Linked DNA regions of Nothobranchius furzeri: region 1 is linked to region 2. Evidence: chromatin contacts called from public Micro-C data. All regions are on one chromosome and are shown on one strand. Each heading gives the region's core, a stretch centred on a gene start, on an enhancer-like site or on the middle of the called end of the contact. The rest is flanking DNA. Distances are from core to core; before and after follow the strand shown. Region 1 holds the start of utrn (utrophin). Region 2 overlaps utrn (utrophin).

Region 1 (7,013 bases), core at 1,849-4,348, 49 kb after region 2:
CTCCGGTTCTCTTCACGCCTTTGTTGCATGCTTTGCCTCAGTCACGTCCCCCCTCTGCCTCCACGGAAACGGAGGTTAACCATGCACAACAGCAGTTCTGGCTCAGTTTGGGTTTCCTTTCAGTGGACAGCCCCTCAGCACGTACAACAAACATGGAGCTCTAAAAAGCCCTCGAAGATCTCTCAAAACACCTCTGCTCTCCAAGCTGGATGTGCTACACAGTTTGTCAAATTTTGACAACAATTATGATAAAAGTGGCAAAAACAACCAGAAACGTACCAGATCTCCACTTGATGATTTCATTAAACTCTTCATTGACTCCTCCTTCCGCAGATTCTCCATATAATGCCATTGTAGATTATTAATCCAACTATAGAACGGATACACCTCCAGACTTCGAGACACAAAGTGAAACAGCTTTTCTGCACCTGCAAAAACATAAATGAATAAAACTTATAACTGCTTTACGCTCACTGAAGCGTTAAAACATCTTATTGTAAGAGTTTTTCTCAGAATTCAAATCCAGCAGCAAAATAAAGTTATCAGATCTGGCAGGAAAGGAAGTTAAAACACTGATTAATGGTTGAGGCAAATTTAAACAAACTGGTTCATTTTCAAGTTTCCAATCTGAGTGTTAATATACATTTTAAAGGATTAAAGTGACAGTGTGTGTTTTTCCTGGGCATATGGCCCCATTGCAAGCAAACAGTATTTTTGTGTTCAAATAAGACCTTTAGGAATGGATGGCCATTAGGGTCAAAAATCCCTGGAAGCGCAGTTTTCGAACAAGTATTTCATCAGATAGTGCTACCTCCAGCTAAATAACAAGCACATCCAGGGTTTCCCCCAAAAGATGGGTTAAGCCTGGCGGCTTTGGCCGTCGGGGGGGGCACTTCGTCCCACAGTGTTCCTCCGTGAGAGTGGGGGTGGGGGTGGGTTGGTTGCACACGTTCTGCTGCTGTTTCTCACCAGTATCAGCTGATGGAGGGCTGTAGTTTTGCTGTACCGTTCGTGTCAGCGGACACGGTAGGGTCGGGGAGGGGGGCGGGGCATGACGCTTATCCTGGCAGGTGGCGCTGGGGGAAACCCTGGCATCAGACTCCCTTTTATCACTGGCAACGAGCGAAGAGGTAAATGTGTAAACAACGTTTACAAATGCCAAATCGGTAAACGAGTTTTGTCCTCATGGGCTCACGTTGAAGGGAACATGACATCTAACATGCCAAGAGATTTAGACCAGCTCCCATGTATTTTACACCTGATTTTTATGGTTATATCTGTCATGAAGCTGCCAACTGGGCATCATTTAAATAATTTTCAACAAAATTTTGATGGATATTTCCAGAGATTAATGATACAAACTACATATTATTACTTTAATGCAGCTGATAATATGGCTAACCATCAACGTATAGACTGAACGTATAACTGAGTCATTTATTTGTAAAAACAACAGCTACTTTTTGATTTTAATTTTTGCTCAGTGTTTCTTCAAATGATTCTCTCTCAACTCAGAGTTAGCAAAGAACAAATAAAATAGTTTACAGATTACGTTTTTCTACAAATATTTAACAAAGCAACTTTTTTTGCTGACAGACATTAATGCAAACTAAACAAAACACACCCACGCCATGAAAGAGTCTCACTGAAGAATAAACACCATCATAAGGGCATAGGGGCATATCTGCTGGTGTAACAACACTGTTGTGCTCTCAATCACATTGTAATTGGATAAGTATGCTCGTGAATAGATGATTACTTAAAGAGCAAGTAACCCCTTCCCGAGTCTTACTCCACTCCTACTTCCTGTTGGAAAAATGCAACATATGCTGTTGCCTGGCAGACCGAGAGGGCGGACCCACTAATAAATACACACGAGCTCACAACAGCATTGTGACGTTGTATGGTACCAGCTGACATCACAAGGCACCTGTTAGCAAATAGCAATGGCAGATTTCAATTCAGACGCCGTGCAAAATTTTTAATTGAAGATGGCACAACACTGACAGTTTCAGGCAGAAAATTTTAAATATAACTAAGATGGACTGAAGTACCAAATTATTGACTGCATGTGTCTACAGCATGATTAGACACTCATTTATATAGTTTATCAGCAAAAAAAAGTTGATTTGGGGGTGACTTGCTCTTTAAAAACTTGTAATAATCAGCCTCATGTATCACCTGATGGAACAACCAGTCACCATGAACTAAATGTACTAACATGATTACAAAAACAACATGTAAAGACTTTTTTCTTTCAGTTAGGTGCTAATACTGGAACTATTGAAACTTTTAGCTGGATTTCTGCTTTTGTTTCATCCAGCATTGACTGTTATGGCAACAATCTTCCATCTTCAGTCCCAAGGCATGTTGACTTGCAGCTCTTAAAGGATGATGTAAGACCCAAATATAACAACTGTAAAGTCAAGGAACGAGCAACGACTATCTGGCAAATGTTTTGTAGAAAATTTCGGTTCCTCTCTCTATAAGAGGAGTAGTTGTGGCGGCCAAAGCAAAACAACGGAAGAGATCTAGTTTAATTTAAACTCTGAAACAGTAAGTTGGGTTTTTCTAGTTATAATTTGACTAATCATGAGTTTACTTGAGCCTTTCCTTGATTAATGTGCAGCTACAAAACACAAAGTGGCGTTTAAACAATGCAACAACAGTGGCTTTGCCGTAGTTAATGTTTTATCACGTTTAAGTATGACTGCCATCCTCAGCCAATTCATATTCAGCTTGCAGAGCTCACACCTACGTGCATAATCTTAGGTTCGGTAACACTGATTGTCTGAAAGCTTGCTTTAGTGCCTTAACTGGAAGTCACAAAAACACAACATATGAAACAGGATGTTTTCAGTTGGAACAAGGATTAAGTTGACAGGTTCGAGTAGTTGTATCACTCACTCACCTCAGCTGCTGTCACCAGGGTCAGGAGGAGACGTGTTCCCTCAAAACAAGCTCAAAATGTGTGAACTATGTCCACAACTAAGCCTCAATATATCAAAAGTTGCCTTTTAAACTAATTTAAGGCATGTTTCATAAAGTGTGGAACACACTTCTATTAGCTAACTAACGTTAAAACGACTATCGTCCTCGAGCGCATCCAGTTGTGACCACAATGTGCCCCCCCCCCCCCCCCTTAAAAAGGCTTTAGCATACGCCTTTTTGCTAGGCAATGAAAAGCAAAACTCATTTACTGCTGTCTTAACAGCATACAAATGAATGTTCCTCAAAAACGGGAAAATGGTAATAACATTTGACGGTTGAGAACAGCGGTGCAGATCCTACAACTTTTTTCCTGTTGCTTTCTTGACTCACTCCACTCCTTGTTGCCTACACCGATGTAAGCTAGCAATAATTAGCGGAAACGCTTGTAGACGTCCTTTCAGAATAAAAAAAAGTTACAGATACTGCAACAAGCTACTTAAAATACAACATGTATTTTGTTTCATCCGCCTATGAGGTAAGGACATCTAACATTGGCATACATTTTTATCAGTAATACCTCATTTAATGACTAGAATATATTTTTGCTTCATTTATTTTGAAGATGCAAACCGGAATTACTTAATCTGATTTGTGTGACTGACTGTTGGCGTGAGCTCTTCCTTTTTTTTTTTTTTTTTTTGCCTGTAAAAGTTTTCCTGACGTAGACATGGAAACATGGCGCGGCGGCAGTGAACGTCACGTGACGAAACACAAATGAAACCATGCGACTCTTTCTAGAAAATAAACTACCTTCATTACAAAAGGGGATGATCTTTAACAATAAAGTTAACTAGTTACATTTAGCCTCAACATATTTGGAAAAACAGTAATACTGTAAACTTATTAAAATATCAATTAATTTGTATTATTGTTGCATAAATATGTATTTATAAATCAAAAACTAGCCATTTCAACTGTTAAGATAGTTAAATACATGGACAAATTAACTGCTGATTCAACTAAATGACTTGTAAGAACCGCCTGATCTAAAATTAAAAAAAAAGCTAAAACTAGCAAAAGCTGTAAAGAAAAAGGGAAAGTACTTCAAAGTGTAAGACTTGTTAGAGCAGGGGTGTCAAACTCATTTTAGCTCAGGGGCCACATTGAGGGAAATCTAGTCCCAAGTGGGCCGGACCGGTAAATAAAAAAAAAAACTTCTGATTGTTTTCTTTGTTTTAATACAATCAATATAAAACAAGGCTGGAGCCTGAGGACAGTGTAGTACAAGTACAACACCTGAAGTGTACTTGAAATTTTGAAAAAAAAAATCAACAAATAAAAAAAAACATTCCTTAGTGATTCAAAGAGCTCACAGATCACATGGCAAGATCAGTTTCATGCAGCACTTAAAGTATATTTGACTCATTTTACTTTATATCTTTTACCTTTCACCAGCACATCAATATCAGAAGTCAGATCCTGAGTGGCGGCCAACTTCAGGATGTGATTCAAGTTCTTTTGTGAGCCTTGAGTGCAGCTTTGTTTTATTTATACTCATTACAGAGGAAACTTGCTCACAATGATAAGTTTATTTTCACTCTACATTGTAAAGTATGAAAATAAAGTTTACACAACCATCTCGCGGGCCGGATCCGGCCCGCAAGTGGGTTAAATCCTGCCCGCGGGCCGCATGTTTGACACCCCTGTTTAGAGCCTCCAGGGCACAAGAAGTTGTTGAAATAAATGGATAATTGCTAGACATCTTGTCTAGGTCTGTGAATATATGTTTATGTTTTATTTTATCTGCATTTGTTGAAATTTTCATCATGTTTATTGTTTAAAATAAACTTTATTAATTATCAATAATGGTATATAAATAAAGTGTAATATAAAACAAGAGAAGGCACAACTAACACTTAAAAATACATACCCTGTTGGAACAGATAGCTAAGATATAAACACACATTATAAGCAGACATTTGCATTACACCCTTTCACTGTCTCTTGTGTCAAGTTTCACATTATAATCAGCGAGGTTGGCCTGAAAAGCAGCAGCTTTTTTGGAACACTCACAGACTGGATAATAGATTGGGGCCCAATAATAAGCATTTCTGAAGCATTAGTTGTTCAGAGATGTGGATCTCCTTGTAAACACTTATCCTTCTGCTTCTCAGTTGTCACAGACCTTTTCTGGATGCTTCCTTGCACAGATCAAAGAAGTTCAAATTCTCAAATTAGCACTGTCTTGAACCTCCAACACCTATCAAGTGACAGTTTATTTGTTCTGTGGAGTAGTGAGACCAGAGGACAAGTGCAAAAGCTGGCTGATAAGCTCTGACACATTTTCAAAGATTAAAGATGAATATTTGAGCTATTCAAGGCTTCTTCATCTCATTAACAGATTAAAAATGTTCAGTAAATGTACATTCATTACTGTGATATAAACAAAAACTAGTTAAGATAGTCCCATGAAATTCCTCTGCATACACACTATTAGGAATTAACCATACACTGCAACATTGCAGTAAATTTTGTGAATTGTAGCATCTAGTCGAGATGAAACCATAACAATGGCCAAGAGCGCCCTCTTCTGTACTGATGTTGCAACTACCCCTAAACATGAATTTCCTTTGCAAAGACTCGGCCGTCGTTTATTGTCATTCATTCGTTTATTTTTATGTACATTTAGTAATTTTAAACATGTTAAAACATCCTGGTTAACGGTGCATGCAATTAGTAGTTAGGAAAGATCATATAATGAAGATTTGTTGTGAAATTCTTGAGATAAATTCAGGCACACATCATTACGATTAGTCTTTACCCATTTCAGTATAAAGAAATGCTAACGTGGACTAATGATGTATGTTCGGAAGTGAAAATAGAACGGTTCATGAAGTTGATAAAGAATAATTTTACGAACAAAGCTCTAACAAAACGACTAACTACCAGGAGTGGGGTTCGAACCCACGCGGACATATGTCCATTGGATCTTAAGTCCAACGCCTTAACCACTCGGCCATCCTGGTACATACAGTTTCTCCCGCCACAATACGCCATTAAACCCATCCACTAAAGTTACTGTTGGTTACTGTTCCACTTTTTGCACTGAAATATCCGATCGTTCATGACGCAACGTATCAAATGAGGCAGAAATCATTAGTTTTTATGCTGATAGCATTAGCAGCTAACTAGTCTGAGTTTCGCGTCGGATAAAGGATCGCTCGGCAACAACTTCTTCCTACCGATGATATTACACAGACTGAAAACTAAACTGTATTCAAACAAACCCGTTCAAATATACGCGTTATCGATCGCTTTCACACTACTTTACAGGCGCTATCTATTTATTGACGTTAGCATATTCTAAAGGTAGCAGAAACTTCCCGCAGGCGCTGCGCTGGTAAACTCGTACTTCCACCGCTTCATAACCATTCGACCTCGTTTGTAAATACAAAGTGATTGGCCTCACTCGTATTTGCATTACTACGAGCATATGTTGACAAAAACAACGCACTACAAACGTAAAGATTACAAAAATACTAAAATTGTAATAGTTCATCTAAGTGAAAGAGAAAAAGTCTAATCAAGCTCGCTGATGTTTAGAACCCAGACGCACTGACAACAGGAACTGGACAGACACAACTAAACGATAACAGATGTCCCAAAAACAAACGGAGAGCTCCCTTTTAACGTGATACCAAGATGCCATTACCCTTTAAAGAGAGGCCATACAGGGCCGGATTATAATATGGGCAAACTGGGCACAGGCCCAGGGGCCCACAGCCACAAGGGGGCCCACGCAAGCAGCAGTCTTTTTTTGTGCAGCAGTCTTAATGTCGGAGAAAAATGTTGAGAAATAATTAAAATTGCGCCCACATTTTCTAAGTTAACACACATTTCTTTAAAACAACGGTAGTTTTTGCATCTTTACTGTTCCTGCTTCAGCCCCCCCCCCCTCCCCCTGCGCAGCGGCTGCAATCTCACTGCTGCACCTGCAGCCTCCCAGAGTCCCTGCTGCTCTAAACATTGAAAGAATCATTTAATTTTCTGTTCCTCACTTCTGATTACCTTCAATGTTGTCT
Region 2 (6,470 bases), core at 2,011-4,510:
TGAAGCAGCTCCATCCAACAGGACCAGACCTCCTAAACACAACACAAAGGAAATCTTGCTCACTGCATTATTTAAACAACAACTAGCAGACTTTTGAGCTTGTGCACAGCAAAATCCGACCTTTGCACTGCTCATTCAAAAGGAAAACTAAAAGCAGAGCCTTAGACTCACAGACTAGCTCTGAAACCAGCTGCAACGGCATTAGTTTTAAAACTTTTATTCCTTGTAAGGGAACTAGTGAAAGTAAGTTAAAGACACAACGTTTCATTTCAAACAGCTCATCCCTCCAACTGAACCACGTCAGCTAGCTAAAGCTAAACAGGGTCCCTGCAGCATGAATGAATGAATAAGTTACGTTTTTCATTTTACGTTTACGTGCATTTATTGGGCTATTTTGGGGTACGTTATATTTTATTTGTTATATTTGACACAGAGAGATGAAGTTCACATTTAAACAAACCTTACCTCCAGAGTGTGGCATTTGCTCTTGAGTCGGTCACAAAGCTTGTGATAGCTGGCTAGGACACAGTTGAGCTCCGAGGTCAGCTCCTGTCCAAAGCGTCCACCAGGGGGCGACGTCTGAGACACCATCAGGTTGATGCTGTCCTTCAGGATCTTCACTTTCACCTCTTTCTGAAGCACATCCTCTCTCGCTCGCTAGAAAACAACAAAACCGAAGCGTAACAAGCTGCAACACATTTATCAAACAAGCTTGTTCATTTTCTCTACCTTCATCTCGTCCAGCGAAGCTTCCAGTTCCTCAGGACTTTTGTACTCAAAGTCTCGCATGAGGAACTCTTCGTCAACTTGAGCAATCCACTCCTGCATCTCTGCCAAGTCTTTCTTCAGATTCACCTGCTTCTCGTGAGTCTCTGCCAAACACTCCTGATGCCTCAGGATCTGCAGCAAAACAAATCAAAATGGAGTAAATTATGAAAATATTACAATTTAGGTTAACAACAAAAATTGTAGTGCATTTATTGAAACAGACACTAAACATAACAAAAACTGATGCACCAAGATTTTTGTCACCTGTTTGCTGAGTTGTGCCCATCTTCCTTCGAGCTCATTCAGATTATCCTGCCCCCACCTGGTCAGTCCTGGTACTGCAGTCGCCTGCACCGCTTTCACGTTTTCTTCTATCTGCTTGAGCGAACGTTCCACCAGCTCCATCTTATCTACATACTCCTATGTGCAGAAATACACAAGGATTTCAGATGTAGTCAAAAACTACAAATGCAATTAGAAGTAGGTCAGAACAGGAAAAATAACTGAGTAAAACTATTTCACAAAGTCAAATGCTTTGCATTTGGTGCCATCTAGCTGTGAAGTTGCATAATGCAAACAACTGACACTATTTTAACTATAGGGGCTACACATGAGGACTACTTTATAGTACTTTATAGCAACATGTTTAGGTCGTTTTGTGTTTATTGGTGTAAAATCTAATTTATGCTACAATCCAACATGAAAAGTTTCAACTGAATATAATTACATATTTATAAGTAGATCATATTATGTTTTGCACTTATCAAAATACACTTTTATTGATTTAAAATAGCCATTTTGATAATACAGTGTCATATGTTTGAGTTGCTGCTCATACTTTGCACTGATTTATCTCTTCCTGTAGGTTCTCTCGGCCTTCTAGGCCCGTGGCATCCCGGGACAACAGCTCCTGAACGCCATCCAACCACGACTCTGTCTTTTCCGAACACACCTGAACCCAACACATGAACCAACCGCTGCATCAAAGACACTAAACTTCATTTTAAGTTCCTATTACAGCTGATCTACCTGATTGTCCTTCATGCTACCCAGAATGCACTGCAGAGTGCTGTGATCCTCACGGACCCTGGATGAGAGCTGACTCCACTTCTGTAGTTCGGCCGGGTCAGAGGCGTGTTGCGTTTGCTCGATCTCCAGACACAGACCCTGAGATCAACAGGTGTTTAAAATGACACTTAAAAGCTGTTTTAACCACTGACTTGTTTCTTTTTTACCACCTTTAACCTTGTAGCAAATCTGAATGGAAACATCATGAAAAAGCAGTATCTTAATGTTTGTGCAGCTCTTTGAAAAACCTCATTTTGGAGAAACAGATTAGTTCTGACCAGATTAACCAGTCCACTGCTAATCCCAGCAGGTCCACGTCCAGAATGGATTGCCGTCTGCTGTAGCTATGGTTACCTCTGATGGAAATATGAGAGTTTTTCTGTATTAATGTCCAAGTAACATAAAACTGATGGCAGGGAAAATTAGGGATGAGCTGTATGTTGGCACCAACATTGGTCAACGTTAGTCATTTTTTGACATATTGGTAAAACTGGGCCAAAATTCACTGTTGTTTATTCCATCTTGTTACCATTTATGTGTGTGTGTGTGTTTCAGGAGAGGGAAGGAGCAGGGTTGGCCATGTGGTATCAGTTTGAGCATGTGGGATTGTGGGGTTTCTAACAGAAGAAGAGAACCTTTCTGATGATGTAGGGAAATGGATATATTATTGATTAATATTGTTTATCGGCCATAGCAGCAGTATAAAATCAGATATCGAAATGTGTGTGTGTGTGTGCATCCCAAATCTTTAAAAAACAGCATTTGCATAAACCGCTTTGAAGTGTTCGTTTTTACGGCTGTTTTAGTCAGAATGAAACTTTCTTTAAAGTGACGTTGTTAAAACAGAAACAGATAAAATATTAATGACATCACTTAAAACCAATCTAAACGATTAAACTTTTAAGTTCTATTTTTCTCCTTCTGTGGTTTTATTTAGTTGTTTTTTGGCAGCTTTTGACGGCTGAAGGAGGACGGGAGCAACAAGAGCCAACATGACTGCAGGAGAAATTCCACCAGCTCAAAGCTGGAAGCGCTTCAACACTTGGGTTAATTACATGTTCACATGACATGAATTGTGTTTAAATGATTGCAAATGCATCTACTGAGCGAGTCTGAAATGTGTGGAAGGAAACATGAACCCATAACAAAGTTGAGTCAAGAATATCCGTGTCATCTCTTCTCATTAGGCTAATAACTATATGATTTCCCAAACGTTGTCATGGCTTTGTATGTTGTGGCTGCTAGGCTGATGGACCAGCTCATTGGCTCCACACGAAGCTTTGTGCTTCATGCACGGGCACGCTGCCCAGAATGTGCCACGACCCACCACGAACCCCCCCCCCCCCCCCCCCCGCACCGATAACAAGCGAACAGACTGAGCCACATTCCACTGCAGCACGGAGAGTAAAAACACAAGGAATGCAACAACACACATCCATCTGTGCAGAAACAGAAAAGGCATGTCCACACACACACCTTCTCCCACTCACAAACATTTCATTCAGCGCTACGGAAAGCCACTGATAAAGAGCTCTATTGTGTTTGAGGTGAGCTGACACTAAACTGATTTGCATCAGATGTGTCATCATCTGCAGAAATATAAACAAACAGCTTTACCAGATCTCTCAGGGAAACGTCTCGGTGTTCTTTAACCATCACAAGGTGCTCACCTGTGCTCGCTCCACCGCGGCCTCTGCAGTGTGTACGTCCACTACACTTTCCTTCAGAGTAGCCAGCCTGCTCTCCAGACCCTCCAACCCCTTCTGAGCCGCCTGGGAGGCTTTGAGACTCGATAAGGCTGGGGAAAAACAAAAGGGAAAGGTTAAGTGTGTAGAGTACAGAAGGGGAAAACATGCTAAAGGAAATCATGTTACAATCAAAGCATTAAAGCCCTCATTCACTTGTTAGCTCTGCTGTGGTCTCTATAATGAATGTGAATCGTCCTCAGCGAGATAAAAAGCCCTAGTGCTCCTGTTTCAGGAAGTAGAAGTTAGCTGGAGGAGTGGGGGCCAGAAAGCGGCAGGATTTGGACTTTTCATCATTACAGTTTTTTCTATCGCTAACAAGCTCTCACCCACACATCAGATACTTGTTCTAAACTCTAAACACAGATTCACTCCTACAAAACACGATTGGCTAAATGGAACATTTTCCTCTCAAAAACACATTTTGATAAACATAAACTAACTCTTCATTTCAAAATAGAGACCTTTACCCAAACACTGGATATCTGACTCAAAGTGAAATTGTTCTGTCAAAAAGTAGAATTTGTTTTCACTTCACAAGATACATTCAGTCAATCAAAGCACACCAGGTTTCAAAATACTGGCGATTGTTGACATTACAAAAACCGCATAGTTTTACGTTTCAGTTTTAGAGGTAAAACATGCAATCCACCGTTTTTACACGACATTTCTCTGGTGTGAACTGTATGTCCACATATGATGTGCACATTTCAAAGCATTCCAGTAAAAAGCTAATCCTGTTTTTCCTTTCCTGTTTATTTCAGGAGGTACAGCAGAAATGTTTACAGTATGACAGAACAGAAAAAGGTCTACAGTGTTGCTTGTAGTGAACAAAAGATCAATGAAACAAACAAAAGCATTCTGAACCAAAAAACAGCACAAAGCCCAGATAAAAGGAGGCAACTACAAAACGCACTCAATGACTGTGGCTAATCTCCGCGATCTTCAGGGTTAGGCCACATGTTTTCATCAACATCGTGTCTCATATCATCCAAAGCGATGCACCTGGGATAAAACCGCTTGCTATGTCGGATCCACCCTTGGCCATCATCAACCGTGATGTGCCTGCAGCCAGCATCCATAGCTTCCAGAAGGGACATGTGGTCATGTGGCTGATGGTCATGTGGTCATGTGGCTGATGGTCATAAACCTTCCACCTCCACGCAGAAAATAACTCCTCTATGGGGTTGACAAAAGGATTTACACTATATCTGGACATAGAGTCGTCGTAGCTCCATGACTCTGTCACTGTTCCTCTCAAATGGAACAGAGTAGAGCTGCTTCATCCGCACTCTGTGTTTGGACAATGTCCGTGTAATTGGTTGTGAAGCTGATGCCATCATTATTCTCATGGTCCTCCACTATTCTAGTCTGAATTTCATGCAGTTTTATTGCATTATTTGCAATAACCGTTTCCACAATGGCAAGCTCTTGACCATTATTACCATTATTGAGGAGCTTTCCTCTTCCCTCAGAGGGTGGAAGATGTTGCATTCTTTAGAGAGAAAAATGCATTACTGTATGGTCTTACGTAATTATACTTCAATTGACTCATACTCTTCCTCATCCAGACATCACAGTGCTTGTTTTTTCTGTTGCTGTTTCCATACTTGACACCTCAAAGCCCTCCTTTTATTTTAGTTTCAATGTAACAGAAACATAACACCTTCCACTGAGTCTAAGCCTGAATGTAATCAGCTGTGGTCGGCCCAATTTACCTAACATACATCAGCTGTGTGTAAATTATTCCGTTGTTTGTTTATTATCAACTGAGATATATTGTTCTTGAACTCATCATCGCAGAAGCAGAGGTTTTTATACTGCATCTAAGGTTAGGACTATTGTTTTTGCTATTGCGGGATGTTGTGTGTTAACATTTGCAAATACTACTAAAACAATCCATAGTTTTGTTGGGAGGAATAGCTTCTCTGTTGAGACAATGTAAACATTATGGAAATCCGTTGACTGACTGCATATTGTGTGAAAACGACATGAAATGTGTGAATTATATGGCCACAAAACAAACGCTTGTTAGCGACTGAAAAAAAACTGTAATATTCATGAAATTCAAACCGCTCGCCTCTGATTGGCTAACAGCAACACAACTCTACCACTGACTCCGTTTGTTTTGCAAAGTTGATGTTTTATCTCCACAAATGACACAAGCTTGAAGGAGTTCTGCCATGTCGTGGAGTCGCTAAAAGCCAGAAGGTGCTCTGCTCTCTCCTGGATGTGGAAAATCAACACAATCTTCCCCGGCAACAAGCCAAGGTGGGTGAGTCCAAACCGTATATATATGTTGATGGTCCAAGCACATTTATTTTCAAGGTTAAGTAGATCTGTGTGGCTTTTCTGACCTCCTTGTTATGTTCTGTGTTTCTGTTCTTGTCTAACGCACACAAGTTTTATCTGATTTTACTAACAGTTTCAGCTACTTTCGGTCATCAGAGCTTTGCCGTTTATTTGCAGGTCCAGGGTTCATATCTCCTTATCTTGATCGGCTTTTTTATCCATCTTCTGTACTTCTGTTGTTATGATCCGTGTGTTGTCCCAGTCCATAATGTCCACCAAAGCTCTGACGAAGGCGACCGGAAGTAGCCGACACAGTCAGCAAAATAAGATAAAATCTTTCCTACTCTGTGTGTTAGACAAGAACAGAAAACCAATGGTTTCTCAGTGAACTTGCTCCTTGAAGCCAGTATCTAATTGGGTGACAGGAGTGACAGGGCATTGTTAAGGTTTCAAAAGTTTTCCCGTAGTACAGAATCATCGTGAGTGTCTAGGATCCTTCTCAATTTAGTTTCCCCCCCAAGTCAGATGAGCAAGGAAGACGACTTTGGGAGAGGTTGGTGAGTGAAAATTTTACATATTTAGATCAAATGAAGCCCC

What was found. Hi-C and Micro-C count contacts between places; a contact is called where the count stands out from the background.
Region 1: a Micro-C map of tail fin shows a contact between it and region 2, with 12 times the contacts expected there. The contact joins the promoter of utrn here to the enhancer-like site in region 2. A contact is called at or near these places in 2 of 2 Hi-C or Micro-C datasets (skeletal muscle and tail fin).

The regions. Positions count from the first base shown.
Region 1 is chr2:4,215,214-4,222,226 of NfurGRZ-RIMD1, forward strand. utrn (utrophin) reads right to left here and starts at 3,099. Exons shown (of 79, transcript XM_015947254.3): 1 at 2,912-3,099; 2 at 280-428. The coding sequence starts at 352. It overlaps trnal-uaa (transfer RNA leucine (anticodon UAA)), which reads right to left and starts at 5,957; the gene lies at 5,875-5,957.
Region 2 is chr2:4,165,686-4,172,155 of NfurGRZ-RIMD1, forward strand. utrn (utrophin) reads right to left here. Exons shown (of 79, transcript XM_015947254.3): 22 at 3,507-3,634; 23 at 1,798-1,935; 24 at 1,607-1,720; 25 at 1,033-1,188; 26 at 730-900; 27 at 466-657; 28 at 1-32. Among protein-coding and RNA genes, the nearest start is that of utrn, 49 kb to the right of the region's middle. Within about 2 kb of position 3,261, at least 1 of the 3 cell types and tissues checked has an H3K27ac peak or open chromatin away from gene starts, as enhancers often do. A contact at or near this core is called in tail fin, where this site is marked.